Regions from separate parts of the Zea mays genome. Here region 2 is linked to region 1. Evidence: chromatin contacts called from public Hi-C data. All regions are on one chromosome and are shown on one strand. Each heading gives the region's core, a stretch centred on a gene start, on an enhancer-like site or on the middle of the called end of the contact. The rest is flanking DNA. Distances are from core to core; before and after follow the strand shown. Region 1 holds the start of LOC103640775 (transcription repressor OFP13). Region 2 holds the start of LOC100273203 (VAMP protein SEC22).

Region 1 (6,671 bases), core at 745-3,244:
CCAGATAACTATTAATTGCACCCTTAAGTACACATTACTTTATTAGATGGTAAAGCACAACTAAGAGGGTATTTGGTTTCTAAGAACTAATTTTTAGTCTCTCTATTTATATTACATTTTTATTCCTAAAATGCTAAATACGAAAACTAAAACTCTGTTTCAGTTTCCAACACACTTCTCTACATGCTTGTATGTTTTCTATTTCTTTAACTATCGATACAGACAAGCTAACCCAAGCTTGGAGAGCATTATCCGCATGAGGTGATGGGTTTCAAAGCCAAATAAAAAGCTGAACCTATACTTTGAACAATTCACATATTGAGCACATAGATAGCTGCAATATAATGGGGAAAATAAAATTATCATCACGTAACGTATCGAGAAATTTATATAGTAGGATCAAGGGTTTAGGTTGGAGGCTCAACAATGGCTACAAAAATACAATCAATTGATAGAGGTTTGGATCATGGAAGCGTAATACCTTGTGTGATGGATTGATAGGAGCGAAGGCTAAGTTTTCACGCTCAAAAACTGATTGAGCAAAAGGACCGACTAGATCCCCCTCTACTTTGATTTTGGTTAGAGCTCTAGTTGACATCCTAATAAATGTCTTGTTAGAGGCCTACCTAGGAGTTGATGTGTCGTGGTGTGGTTATTTTGCATGTCTCTCCATTTTTAATGAGTCATATGATGCTTTAAGAGTGAAGCCTGACAGTTGCGAGAAAATGGTAAAACTATGAAGTAGAATAAGGCACATGCCTAAGGGGGCTGCAGGTGGGGGCACTCTTCCCAAAAATGCCTGGTAGAATAGATCTACCATGGGCGCCAAGGATATTGTGTGTTTCAACCGTATTGGTCAACAATTACAACTTTGTGTAGTTATAATGTCGCATGACTCCCGAACTGTACAGGTCATGTGAAACTTTGGTTTTGCACCTGGTAGTTGAGAGACAGTGAGCGAAATTATATTTAAGTATGAGTATGATGTTTCTTATTCCTTCTACTTCCTCTCACAATCTGTCGCACTTGCCAAAAGTAATCTTTCTCCTCTTGCCTTCTTCATCCCATAGTACCATTTGTCCTCTCCTCATTCTAGCTCAATCGCCATAGTCTTGAGCAAGTAAACCCTAGGGCAACACTTATTGATGAGGTATGCTCTCCCAGTGATATTCGCGCAAGAACTAGAATGGGAAAATAGGCTAACAACAAAGGAGGGTTGAGATAAAATGAGAACGATGGCATGGCGACAAACCTTGTATAGGTGAGCTAGAAAATCCAAGGGGGCATGAGGAAAGCGAGCGATGAAAAGACCACGACCATACTACACCTCAGCTTAGTGGTGACACACATGATACACATGTGAGACGTCTCCATCATATTCTCAAAATCATCATGTTGAGAGACCCAGATAAAATTCAATCATAAAAGTTTGAATTAGCATTTAATCCACATCTCGTATAATACTACACCATAACATATAGTTTATTTAATATGAATCTTAAAACTTATTTAATTGTTTACATAGGCCAAGCCACGAAATAACTAACACTAACTAAACCATCTAAAGCCTCTCTTGCCCGCACCGCGGATTGTCTTCTAAATGCACCACGACAAGTGACCTGAGTCAACTAAACCGATCTCGAGTAAACAGCACGTCGCATAAAAATAAACTTACGCGCTTGGCCGACCAATCCGAATGAAACGGGGAATACATTCGTGCCATCAAAGCCTATTTGATAGGGCGATTTCCCAGAGTAGCGGGAAAACTACTAAATTTGGAGGCAAGCTGACGTGCTAAAATGTGGACTTTATTCGGCATTTTCAGCTGCAGCCGCTTCTGTCGCAGGAATACCGAATACGTGAGCAGAGGACTCAGCGGTGTGATGGTTAGAGCATCTCCAAGAGACTAGCTAAATGACCCACCAAGCTAAATTTTAGCTATTCAACAATAAAATAACTCTCTAACAGACTAGCTATCTGACTCGTCAAACTATTCAACTCTCCAAATTGGCTCCCTCACTAGCCAAATTTGGTTAGCCACCTTACTAGTGAAACTAGATAGATAATCTGTTAGAATGAAGATGCTACATATATAGTATAATACGTATGAAAAGATAAATAGAGAGTCAAATAGATAGTCAAAAATGAAGATTCTCTTGGAGATGCTCTTACAGGTGAATTTTGGTGCGAAACAACTTGCCAAATTTTGAACTTGGCATCCCTTGTGCTGGAGAAGCTGTGTCTCGTCTACCAAAAGAAAAAGGAAAAATGGCACAGTTCTCTTTGAAAAACAAAGGAAGAAATGGCACAGTCGTCTCTTGCGCCCAATGGCGTCCAGTCTGCTAATCACCATCTAATTAACGAACAGAAGCACAGGTACGGGCATCATATGCATGAGCCACGGGCCCACCCCCATGTTCTTCTCGCTTCCTCCCTTAATTGCAGCCAGCCAGCCAGAGCTTGCTTGCACGCGCTCAGCTGCCTCGCCTCAGTCCTCCTCTCCGGCCGCTTGCTGTTGCTGCTCCCACCCATCTCCTCAACCACCTGAGCTCCTCGCCCTCTCTGCCCTCTCTGGTCTTCAATTCGTTCGAGCTGAACTCGAGGGCAACAATTCGCTCCGATCCATTCCATCCACCCCGTCGATCCATCCAGCGGCCCTCCTCTCCCAGTCCCAGTCCCAGAAATGGGCAAGAACGGCCTGGTCTCCATCTTCTCCCGGCTCGTGGACTCCGCCGCCCCCACCTCCACGTCCGCCGCCGCCACGCCGTGGCAGTGGTCGGCCTGCGGAACCAACCCGCAGACGACCTCCTTCCGCGCAGGCGCAGGCGGCGACGACGACGAGCCCTGCTGCACGGCGACGCCGCCCACGGCAGCAGCAGCAGCAGCCAGTCGATCCGTCCACCGGAAGCCGGCTGCGATGGGCCGCGGCGCGCCGCCCGGCGAAATGTACAAGACGGTCAACTCGGTCTTCCTGGACGACCCCGCCGCGGACGACTTCTTCTTCTCCCTCGCCGGCGACGGCGACGACGAGGAGGAGGTGGCGGGGCTCTACCTCGACGACAACGACGACGACGACGGGTTCTCGACCACCACGGCGTCCGAGGAGTGGTCGGAGGAGGCCGTGATCCGCAGCCTGGGCCGCACGTCCACCGACCGCTTCTTCTTCGACCCGCAGCCTGGCCCGCTGCCGGCGTCCAACTCCATCCTCGCCACCACGGCCGCGGCCGCCGCCGAGACGCCGGCGAGGAAGAAGACGGTCCCGGTCCCAGTCCCAGTCCCAGGGCCGACAGAGGAGGAAGACGCAACGGCAACGCACGCGGACGAGGGCGACGGCGTCAAGAAGCAGCGGCAACCGACGACGGCGGCGGCGGCGGCGGCAGCGGTGTCGTCGTCTCTGGCGGAGCGCAGCGTGGCGGTGGCGGTGGACTCGGGCGACCCGTACGGCGACTTCCGGGCGTCCATGGAGGAGATGGTGTCGGCGCACGGGCTCCGCGACTGGGCGCAGCTGGAGGAGCTCCTGGCGTGGTACCTCCGGATCAACGGGAAGCAGCACCACCACCTGATCGTGGGCGCCTTCGTGGACCTGCTCCTCGGCCTGTCCACGTCCTCGCCCTCCTCCTCCTCCTCCCCTCCCTCCAGCACCGCCGCCGAGACCAGCACCACCACCACGAGCAGCACCAGCACCGGCTGCAGCTGAGCTGCAGCTGCACGGCCGCCGCCGCCGCCGCTACGACCACCAGCTGTGGCAGTGTCGCCGGCGACGCCGTCACAGCCTCCGCCGCCGCCGCCGCCTCCGGCCGACGTTCAGGTGCACGTGGTGGAGGATGAGGAGGCAGCATGCAAGCGCTGGCCCTGTACTGCTGGCAGCGACGACGGTGATCGGTCGTGCCCGCAGTCCGCGCCACCACCAGTAGTGCTCCACCCACTGCGCGTGGCCTGTCGATCGCTTGAGTAGATGACCTGCTAATCTCCAGACCTTTACCTCCTGGCTCCTGCAGCTGCTGATGGTTAGTGTTCTAACGACAACAGGATGATTAAATTAACTGGACGCTGTCACTAACACTCTCTCGCCATGTAGTACAGGTGCGCGTAGCAATAGTAGAGTTAGTAGTAGTAGGAGCAGTTGGTTGGTGCGGATCGAATCGAAGGATCCAATGCAATGTACAAGTAACTGTACCTGTACGTGTAGTGTAGTGTAGGTAGAGGGTTTCTCTCGAGAGAGGGAGAGAAAAAAAAATCAACGGTTTTTATTTCCAGTACGGGTATAAATGTATAAAGACCTTAATTTCTACTCCTGCCAGCAGCTCCGGTATTTATGGCAAATGAAACCGGTGGCCGCCGAACAACGACCCCTGCCAGCTGACTGAGCATAATTAATCGTCGGTGTTTGCATGCTATCACACCTCCAATCCCCGGGGCCTAGTTTAGGTTGATCTCAGTCTCAGGCACCGCACCGACCGGTAGGTACGTACGGTGAGGCCGACGACGACGACCGGTAGGTACCAGCAGCTGATGGAAGCATGCATGTGCGTGTATTTATGTGCGTGCATACTGAAACACCATACTCCTACTGAACATGCATATATAGTATAGTATGTATATATATAGTTGCACAGTAGTAGTAGTACTACTACAAAGCCATGATTAATTAGGCGAGTCATCGTCTGCCTGCCGAAGATCACAGGACCGGCGGCCCCCACCTGCCATTAATTAAGTGTGAGCAGCACCGCTAGTTCACGTATATGGGGCGGGGGCGCACAGCTGCACACACCACAAATTGTTGCCATCGTTCGAGTGAGGTCCCAGGCTCTCAACTTGCGGAGACGTGACAAGAGCGGCAGCAGGGCACAAGTGATGGATAGCGCGGTTTATTCGTTGCGTCCCATCGGATCGTCCGGTCACCGGTCCACCGACTCCGTGCAGCTGCAGCAGCGCCATGCATGCATCCGCTGGTTAATTAGGGTTGGACTAGCCGTTATCAGGAGCACAAAAGAAAAAAAATGCTTTTCATAGAGCGCAGCGACTGTTCACAAGTGTGTCCATGGTGATGCTGTGATACCTTGACCACGCTTACGTTGCGTGTACCGCGGAGGCGCCCTTTGCATGCATCGCCCGAGTCCGAAGCCACCGCACGCAGGGCCGCAAGTCACGCCGCGCTCCGCCTGCGACTGTGTGACTGCCTCGCGTGCTCTAGACGGTTGACCTGCACGGATCCAGTTCCGGTACCGCATCGATCTCGGAGAGGCGGCGCGGCGCGGCGCATTCATCCATGTCGCCATCGAGGAGGACGCAAGCCGCGCCCCCGGACCAAGACGCCCCGGTCCGGTCCGGTCCGGTTAAATTTAATTCTCGTCAGCTTGGGCTCCAGACCTCCAAATACGCTTGGTGGCTGGAGCGACGGAGGCCCAGAGTAGAAGAAGCACGCCCGGCCCAGCAGTACGTCCGCCGCCCGCAGTTGACCGGCTGCACGGAGAGTCGGAGACGGCGTTGGTAAAGGCAGCTCGTCGTCATCCTCGAGATGCGTCATCATGCGCTGCGCGGTTAGTGCCGGGCGGCGGGCACCGCATCATCATACCGGTCGTCCGTCCCTTCGTGCTTGCCCGGTGCCCGGCCAGCACCTGAAAAGCTCCGACGATCCCTGCCACTCGCCCACGCCGGCACTCGCCACTCCCACTCCCTCAGCCCACAAGCCCCAGGGAGCTCGAAGCGCGAGGCCGTGTGCTGCCGGCCTGCCGCACGCACGCACCCACCCAGCAGCCTCTGCTGAGAAAAAAACCATGGTAGCGTATCTTGGCGACGAGAAACAAGGTACACCCCTGCATTCGTATAATTAAGTTTATCACATAAAGTTTAATATTTATCCGTGTAAGTAAGTTTATGTTAGACTATATTTAGGACTTGTTTGGTTCGTGTCTAACTGTGCCACATTTTGTCTAAAATTATTCGTTCGAATTAAATAACTAACTTTAGTCACAAAAGTTAGACAAAATTGGGGAAGTTAGTCAACCATCTAAATATGCCCTTAATATGTGTAATTATTCTTTAAATATTTAATATGGCGGAGACTAAACTCTAATAATCGGGTGGAACCAGCCTCTCTGCATCATTCCACAAATGTCACGCGCAGAACCGATTCGGCCGGGGTCTTTCTAGTGCAGCAGTGCTACGAAAACTAACGGCATCATTACCAGTAGTACCGGGGGTGGTGGGCTGATGGCCACCTTCTTGGTCGGTTGTTGCAAGCTGCAGCATGAGCAAAATCATGAGAAGCAAACAAGCCGTGAGTAGTACAGTGTCCCTGCTTCATGTACAATACCGACCAGGTCGGAACTCGGCCACTCGACACTAGCTAGTGTCCCTGCTTCACGTACAATACCGACCGACTGGCCGTACCACAAAGGTCGACGACAGGCTCGTCACGGGATCACGGCGTTTGGGTTGGATGCGCACACGTCTGTCCCTCCCTTCAATTCCTCGCCTTCTGAAGATATAGACGCCGTCCATGGTCAGGCCTGTCCTGTGTGGAGTGCAGGCTCTGTTTCAGCGATGAATGCACATTCAGGCTGGCAGTAACTACTACACTGAAGCCCCAGCTGCCTCACTCACTCAGGCCACCAGTGCAGGGGTACTGATTTATTACCTCGAGCCTGTTTAAACAATTGGCCAGTAGT
Region 2 (6,539 bases), core at 1,911-4,410, 540 kb after region 1:
TCAGGCAGTGTTACTCTCTTGCTTTCAACTTCTAATTGTTCTATCAAAGTATCAATTCTGTCCTTCAGGTAGGTAGTTACTCCCTTGCTTCATTGTACTCTTGCTTGTATTCTCCTTACAGTAGGGATCAAATGAAGAATAGGTGGGACTCCTTAAAGAGAATGTTCACACAGTGGAAAACTCTTAATGAAAGGGCACTTAGATGCTGGTCGTCCGACAACAGAGGCTTCTGTTCAGTATTATGGTAGTCACTTTCCAGCGGCAGTCCCGGCCTCAGAGCAAGCCATAATTATATTGGACAGCACGGTTACACGATAGAGACTTTGATGAACTAGGACCTAATAGCATCAGTCATGATGTACCTTTAGGTGAGAGTAGTAGTAGCACATCTGATGAGTTAGACATGAGTGCTTTTCGAGATGCAATTGCTAATGCATTAGTGTCGTAGTTAAGTATGTCAATGTAACAGTACTTATGATGTAATCAACTCCACTAATTATTGTGTAATGACCTTTTGTTCGTTATGGGTTTCATTTTATCGTTTGTTCGAACAGAATCTGCAATATGAGAATCTGATTATCCAAACACGTAGATTCTCACGAACAGCTTTTCTGCACAGCTGGCGAACCAAACACCTAAATTCTAACCACCAGCTTTTCCCAACAGCCAGCTTTTCCCCACAGCCAGCTTTTCAGAAAAGCTGGTCAGAAAAAAGCCGAACCAAACACGCCCACAGACGACGACGCATGGGGGGTTGCTTCGCGCTGTAAGCAAACGGGACTCAAAGCGGTGGAAGCAAAAAAAAGAAAGAGAAGCGACGCGGCAGCCACATGCGGATGGCGGAGGACAAGTCTTCGAGTCTCGGAAAAGAGTCGCCGGTTTTTTTTTTTTTTTTGTTAACCTGCACTGCACAGCGTAAATTGAGTACTCCTGGTTTGGCCAATTGGCCGTGCCATCGTGTTCAGTAGGGTGGTCCACATCGCTCAGCTGCCTGCCTGCCTACCCAGAGGGAGGAGGCGCATGGTCTTCAGAGTGGTTTGAATTAAATTGAATCGAATCGAATTGGAATTGAATGCGTATCGTTCCGCTTCCGCAGCTGCAGGCCATATGGATGGGGGGCCAGGCCCCCACACGCGCGCGGATGGCACTAGCTCCATCGACACACACCGGCACCTGTCGATCGTCATTCATTGCCACCCCCACATTGAATATGCTCTCTTTTTTATATATTTCTTCGCAAAAAATAGTAAAACTTTTGCGCAAAGTTGAAGCACGACAAAGAAAAGGAAACGGTGCCACCGAGAGTGTACATCGAAGAAAGGAAAGAGCTTTCTTTTGGGAATGCAAAAAAAAAAAATTGCTACCGGCGGCACTTGTGAGTTGTGACTTGTCTACTGTCGCTCGCTACTCCTACTACTAGGCTACTACTACTGTATGGGCAGGAACAGATTCCCACGTCAAATTTCTAAATAATACTACTACTACTAAGCCGTGTACTCTAGTCGTGATTTTTTTTTTCTTCTTCATTTTCAGAAGAGAATATAGATGCTTCTACCACCTGCAGACTTGCACATGCGGATGCATCGGCAAACTGGCACAACTCCTACTAGTGTAGTACTACAAAACAGAAGGAAACCAGCTGACACACCACATGGTGAGTATATGACCATGCACGCCCAATATGGTGTTCCTTGCTGGCTAAGTGAAGCTACAGCTGTGTGCTGCTGTTGAGTGAGGATCAGAGACACACACAGACAGAGAGAGAGAAGAAGAATGATGAGTGCTGCTGGGCGACCAACCACCGCTTTGGCATGGGCAGTAGAGGACGATCACCACAGGAGAAGGAGAGTCCCCATGTGCTTGCTGTGTGTGTACTTCTACTTGGGGTTCCCGGCTTCCCCCACACCAAATCTGATCTGCTGGCTCCTTGCCCCCAAGCAAAACTCCAAACTCTACCTAGATCACGCGCTTGTTGCGTCTAGCTTTAGGGTCAAACGAACGAGGGATACCCCACCCATTCGCCAAAGACGGTCGATCTGGCTCCGAGATCAACGTGTGACCACTTCGCTGGCTGCGCCGTTAATTGCGATTGATCCTCCGATCCAAAATGTTTATTGACAATTGGAAGCTTCCTTTGAACAACAGTCGACAGAGCATACTAGTAGTATATGGAAAGGTGAAGGAGAAGATGAAAAAAACAAGGGGCTAGAACGAAAGGAATTTTTTTTACCCCTCCTTTACATCCCGCATCACTGCAGCAGCAGTAACGCCAGCAGCGGACAGATAGAAAGAGAGAGAGTTATTACCGCACCAGGCAACGGCAGGAGGTGGAGCAGCAGCTAGAGAGGTAGCCACCATGGTCTCTGGCTCTCTGCTTCCTTCCCCTCCTCTCGCTCCTAATTTAAACCTCGACGTGGCAGTAGGTGGTGGTCTGGAACCTGAACCCGGAAGCGCCGGGCGCGCCGTTGCCGCCGGCGGTGACGAGGAACGCGGGGCAGGTGACGAAGAGGTGGTAGTGGCCGGAGATCCAGCTGCCGACCTTCCACCGCACGCGGCCGTCGACCTTGACCTGGAGGACGAGGTAGCCCGCCTGGCAGTCCTGGCGGAGCGCGTCGGCGAGGTAGGGCGCGAAGGGGACGCCGGGGCCCGACAGCACGGGCGACCACACGTCCACGTCGCCGTGGCCCTGGTACACGGCCGGCAGCGCCGCGGCCACCGTCACCTGCTGGTACTTGTACGACGCGTACACGTCCAGCCGGTCGTAGTACACCCCCACGCGCTCGTTCGGGTTGCGCGAGGCCAGCGTCACCTGCAGCGTCGTGGAGAGGAGGGAGGAGGACGGGGTGGTGGAGTTGGAGAGGTCTAGCTGCTGGAGCGACGCGTCCTGTAGGTAGAAGCGCGGGTGCGTGGGGCGGACCACCAGGTAGATGATCAGCGCGATCACGCCCACGATCAGGGCCAGGACTAGGAGGATCGCTAGCAGGCGCCGGCACGACCGCCGCAGGTCGTCCTCGCCGTGGTTGCCGCAGTCCTTGCCGCCCATGGCTGGCTGGATGGATGGGGGTGAACGAAGGGACTGAGCGGAGTGGGTGCGCTGTGCCGATTTTGGGATCCGGCTTGGCTTGGGAGTTGGGAGCGAGCGTCTGTGGTTCTTCTTTGGCGGAATGGTATGGAATGGGATGGAGGAGGGAGGGGGAGGACGAAGAGAGGAGTGCTTTTGCAGTGTTATGTGAAGGTGCGTAATAAAGCTGGAGGGGAGGAGGGAGTTTTTAGGGCCTGTTTGTTTACCCCCAGATTATATAATCTGGATTAAATAATCCTAAGAGGCGAACAAACAGTCTAGCTTATTTGTCCAGATTATATAATCTAACCCCTTGGATTATAATAATCCATAAGCAAGTGAAGAGGTGCTTATTTCAGATTATTTTTTTCCCACTTCCCACTACCCTTTCAAGTTTCTTAGAAATTACCCACCATTGCCATTATAATATACCGAATCGTTTTTGCGCCTATCGGATCGGAGAAGCCCGCCGCCCAACAGAAACACGCCAGATAATCTGGGTAAACAAACAGGACTACTCAGATTATATAATCCAAATTATATAATCCAGATTATATAATCCCCAAAAAATAATCCAGATTATATAATTCATTGGGGTAAACAAACAGGCCCTTAATAGGCTGCGGGCTGCCAGTGAAGTTCCGAGGGGGGGCTTTTTTTCCTCGCGCCTGCAGTTCAACGTGTCTGTCTCTTCTCTTGTGTGCATTCTACTCTCTCTCCGTGTCTCGTAGCAGGTAGAGTCGTAGTCCCGTCAGGCGAAGCGAAGGGAGGACTAGTGATGATGACCCGCTGACATCATGCTACATTATTATTGGCTGCGGTTAGGATTAGGAGACTTGACGACGCACCCGGGCAGCAGCGAGCGTGCTTTATTAGTTGTGATCTCTCTCTCTCTCGCTCGCTCGGTCAGCTGGCCGGCCCCGAAACTAATCAAGGTTAGTTCGGTCGACTGCGATGCGAGTAAAGTACTAGTCGAAAGCGTAACGTTCCCATCCGTTCTTTCTTGCGTCGGTTTGGTTCCGTGTGGTTGGTTTGGTTGGGAGCAGTTTCACCATCTTCGCCTCTACTATACCACGACGCACAGACAGTACCGGCCGGCTCCTCGTTGCTTTCACTTTCAGGTGCCGCTAGCTTTTCCGGTCCGGCCGCACCACACACACACTCTCCAGTCTTCACTACGCCCCGCGCGCGCGCGCGCGGCAGAGATAGGGAAGGCAGAGTTGGCAGCCGCCGCCGCCGCCGCCGCGGGGAACCTGCACGCGCCATGGATGGGCGTTGAACGCCAAGTGCTGCTGGCATGGAACGGCGCCTGTAGCGTCGGCTCTCTGAGAGGAAGGGTGGCGGCGTGGCGAGCTGGGTACGTACGCATGTGGTTCGCGTGCTCTGGTGTGGTGGGCCGTATCTCCAGGTCGTGTGTGCATGTGCTCTGGGTCTGGGTACACGCACCCGGAAACAAGAAGCTTCTTCTTCCTGGTCATGAACGAAAACATCCAAACAACCGACCGACCGGCCAATGTCTCTCTCTCTCTATCTCTCTGTGTTGGGTACGGGGGTGGGGAGACGCGGCGTCGGCGACATCCACCCCCCGATCCCATGTGCAGCGCAAGCCAAGGAGGCAAGGACCCACGCGGACCGCCCGCCTGGCTGGCTGCAGCGTACTACACGCGCACCCGCACCGCTCATCTTCCGGACTGACTACGTGAGTGAGGACTGAGGACTGAGGAGGAAAAGGAAGAACGAGCCTCGCGTGTGGCGTAGCGTCCGGGCCGCGGCCGCTTCTCCGTCATATCTGGGGCTACCAGAGTACACCAGTACTACCGCGCGTAGTAGTACCTAGCCGTCTAGCGCTACTCATCTGAATTTAACGCACGCGCAGGAGCAGCCGCCCACCAGCATCCACATCCAGGGCTCCAATCACACAAGATCGATCCATGAATGGTGTTCCCATCCCACACAATCAAAATTAGGTTGTCTCCATTAAACCATACATATTATCACGCAAAACACTATTTCTTAGGTCCCATTTGTTTCACTTCATTTTAAAGAATTAAAATTTAACTAATAAAGTATACTATGTTTTTAGAATATAACATTTCAAGAGTTTCCAAAGTTTATATACAAATCTATTTCAAATTCATAGGTCAGAGACGAAAATTGATTCTATAAATTTACATAATACTTTCCTAATATACAACTTTTAGCATACTCTTTTATTTGCTTATCTATAGCATAAGTGTGGTGTATAATCATTTCTCTCATATGATTTAAAATAATATACAAATATATTACATATATAAATATATTGACTTAATTAGTTTGTGTCTAAATTATTATTATTATTATTAGATTAGAATTTAATTCCAATGAAATAAATGGGGCCTTATACTAATTAATTTGCTCTAAAGAAGTTTTTATAACATATTCACTCAACAAAAAGGTTGACTCAATTTACTCCGTCAAACTACTGAAAACGTTGACTCGATTTACTCCCCTAACGGACCAAGATTTCCTAACCTACCATTACCCACTGTAGTATAGATTTACTAGCGATGGTAAAGGAACCCACAAAAAGTAACTGCAACAAATGTAGCTCAACAAATGCAAGACAGACAAGAGTCGCAGTTGTCATTTCTGATTTCCTGTTAAAAAAAGGCTAAAACTCCTACGCTGCGTGACGCCGTGACACTTCAGACATCCAATATGAAGATCAACATCATGAGCAAAAACAACATATAATTGACTAGAAAATTATTAACTCCACAAATTGATATCGGGAACAGGATCCTGACTCATGAGGTTGCATATATGCCAATGTCTTCTCAAACGTTAGCATGGAACAGTACTCAGCCTCAGCCAAGTAGTAAAAGAACGTGAGTCCTTCGCGATACAGGTGTTGTGGAGGAGCCATAGTTAGGCTACATCAGTAGTTCAGTGCCATTTTACGGGCGTGCAAACAAAAGGGTAGGTAGTTCTTCTGTAGAAACATTTGACATAAGCTGTGGTACAAAACTTTACCTAGACAAGGCTTTTCCCTCCCTATACTGCTCTGTGTTAACTGCTTCTGTTCACCAGCTTAGTGTCCTTGGAAGAACTGACCCAACAATTGATCCAATTCTTCTTGTGTGTATTTGATGTACTTGTGAGGGTTCTTCGAACGTTGAACAAGATTCCTGGAAGTTAAAAACAGTGCTACAGTCATATAATAAAACAAGATGAAAGCCAGTGCGATTGTCTCTATGAAACTGTTGATTACTCAAAAATTATACCATATAATGAGAAGGAAAACGGATACAGAGATCAATGTTCATTGCACCGCCACCCCATATGACATTTGTCAATTCATCATTGAATGAAGTACTGAAAATTGGAACAAGTTGTTGGTGCATTCATAATTTTCTTTCGCCTCGTTAACATTTGAGGGAAAACACAACACCCTAGCAGATCTTCAATTTGCCATTTAAGACACAGGCGACATCAC

The links. Hi-C and Micro-C count contacts between places; a contact is called where the count stands out from the background.
Region 2: a Hi-C map of ear shows a contact between it and region 1, with 3 times the contacts expected there. The contact joins the promoter of LOC100273203 here to the promoter of LOC103640775 in region 1. A contact is called at or near these places in 4 of 25 Hi-C or Micro-C datasets (bundle sheath, ear, endosperm and 1 more).

The regions. Positions count from the first base shown.
Region 1 is chr10:6,003,101-6,009,771 of Zm-B73-REFERENCE-NAM-5.0, forward strand. LOC103640775 (transcription repressor OFP13) reads left to right here and starts at 1,995. Exons shown (of 1, transcript XM_020545946.3): 1 at 1,995-4,300. The coding sequence starts at 2,684. The coding sequence ends at 3,697.
Region 2 is chr10:6,540,953-6,547,491 of Zm-B73-REFERENCE-NAM-5.0, forward strand. It overlaps LOC100273203 (VAMP protein SEC22), which reads right to left and starts at 3,161. Exons shown (of 1, transcript NM_001147646.1): 1 at 2,137-3,161. The coding sequence starts at 3,043. The coding sequence ends at 2,402. LOC100191404 reads right to left here. Exons shown (of 10, transcript NM_001136838.1): 10 at 5,812-6,231. The coding sequence ends at 6,113.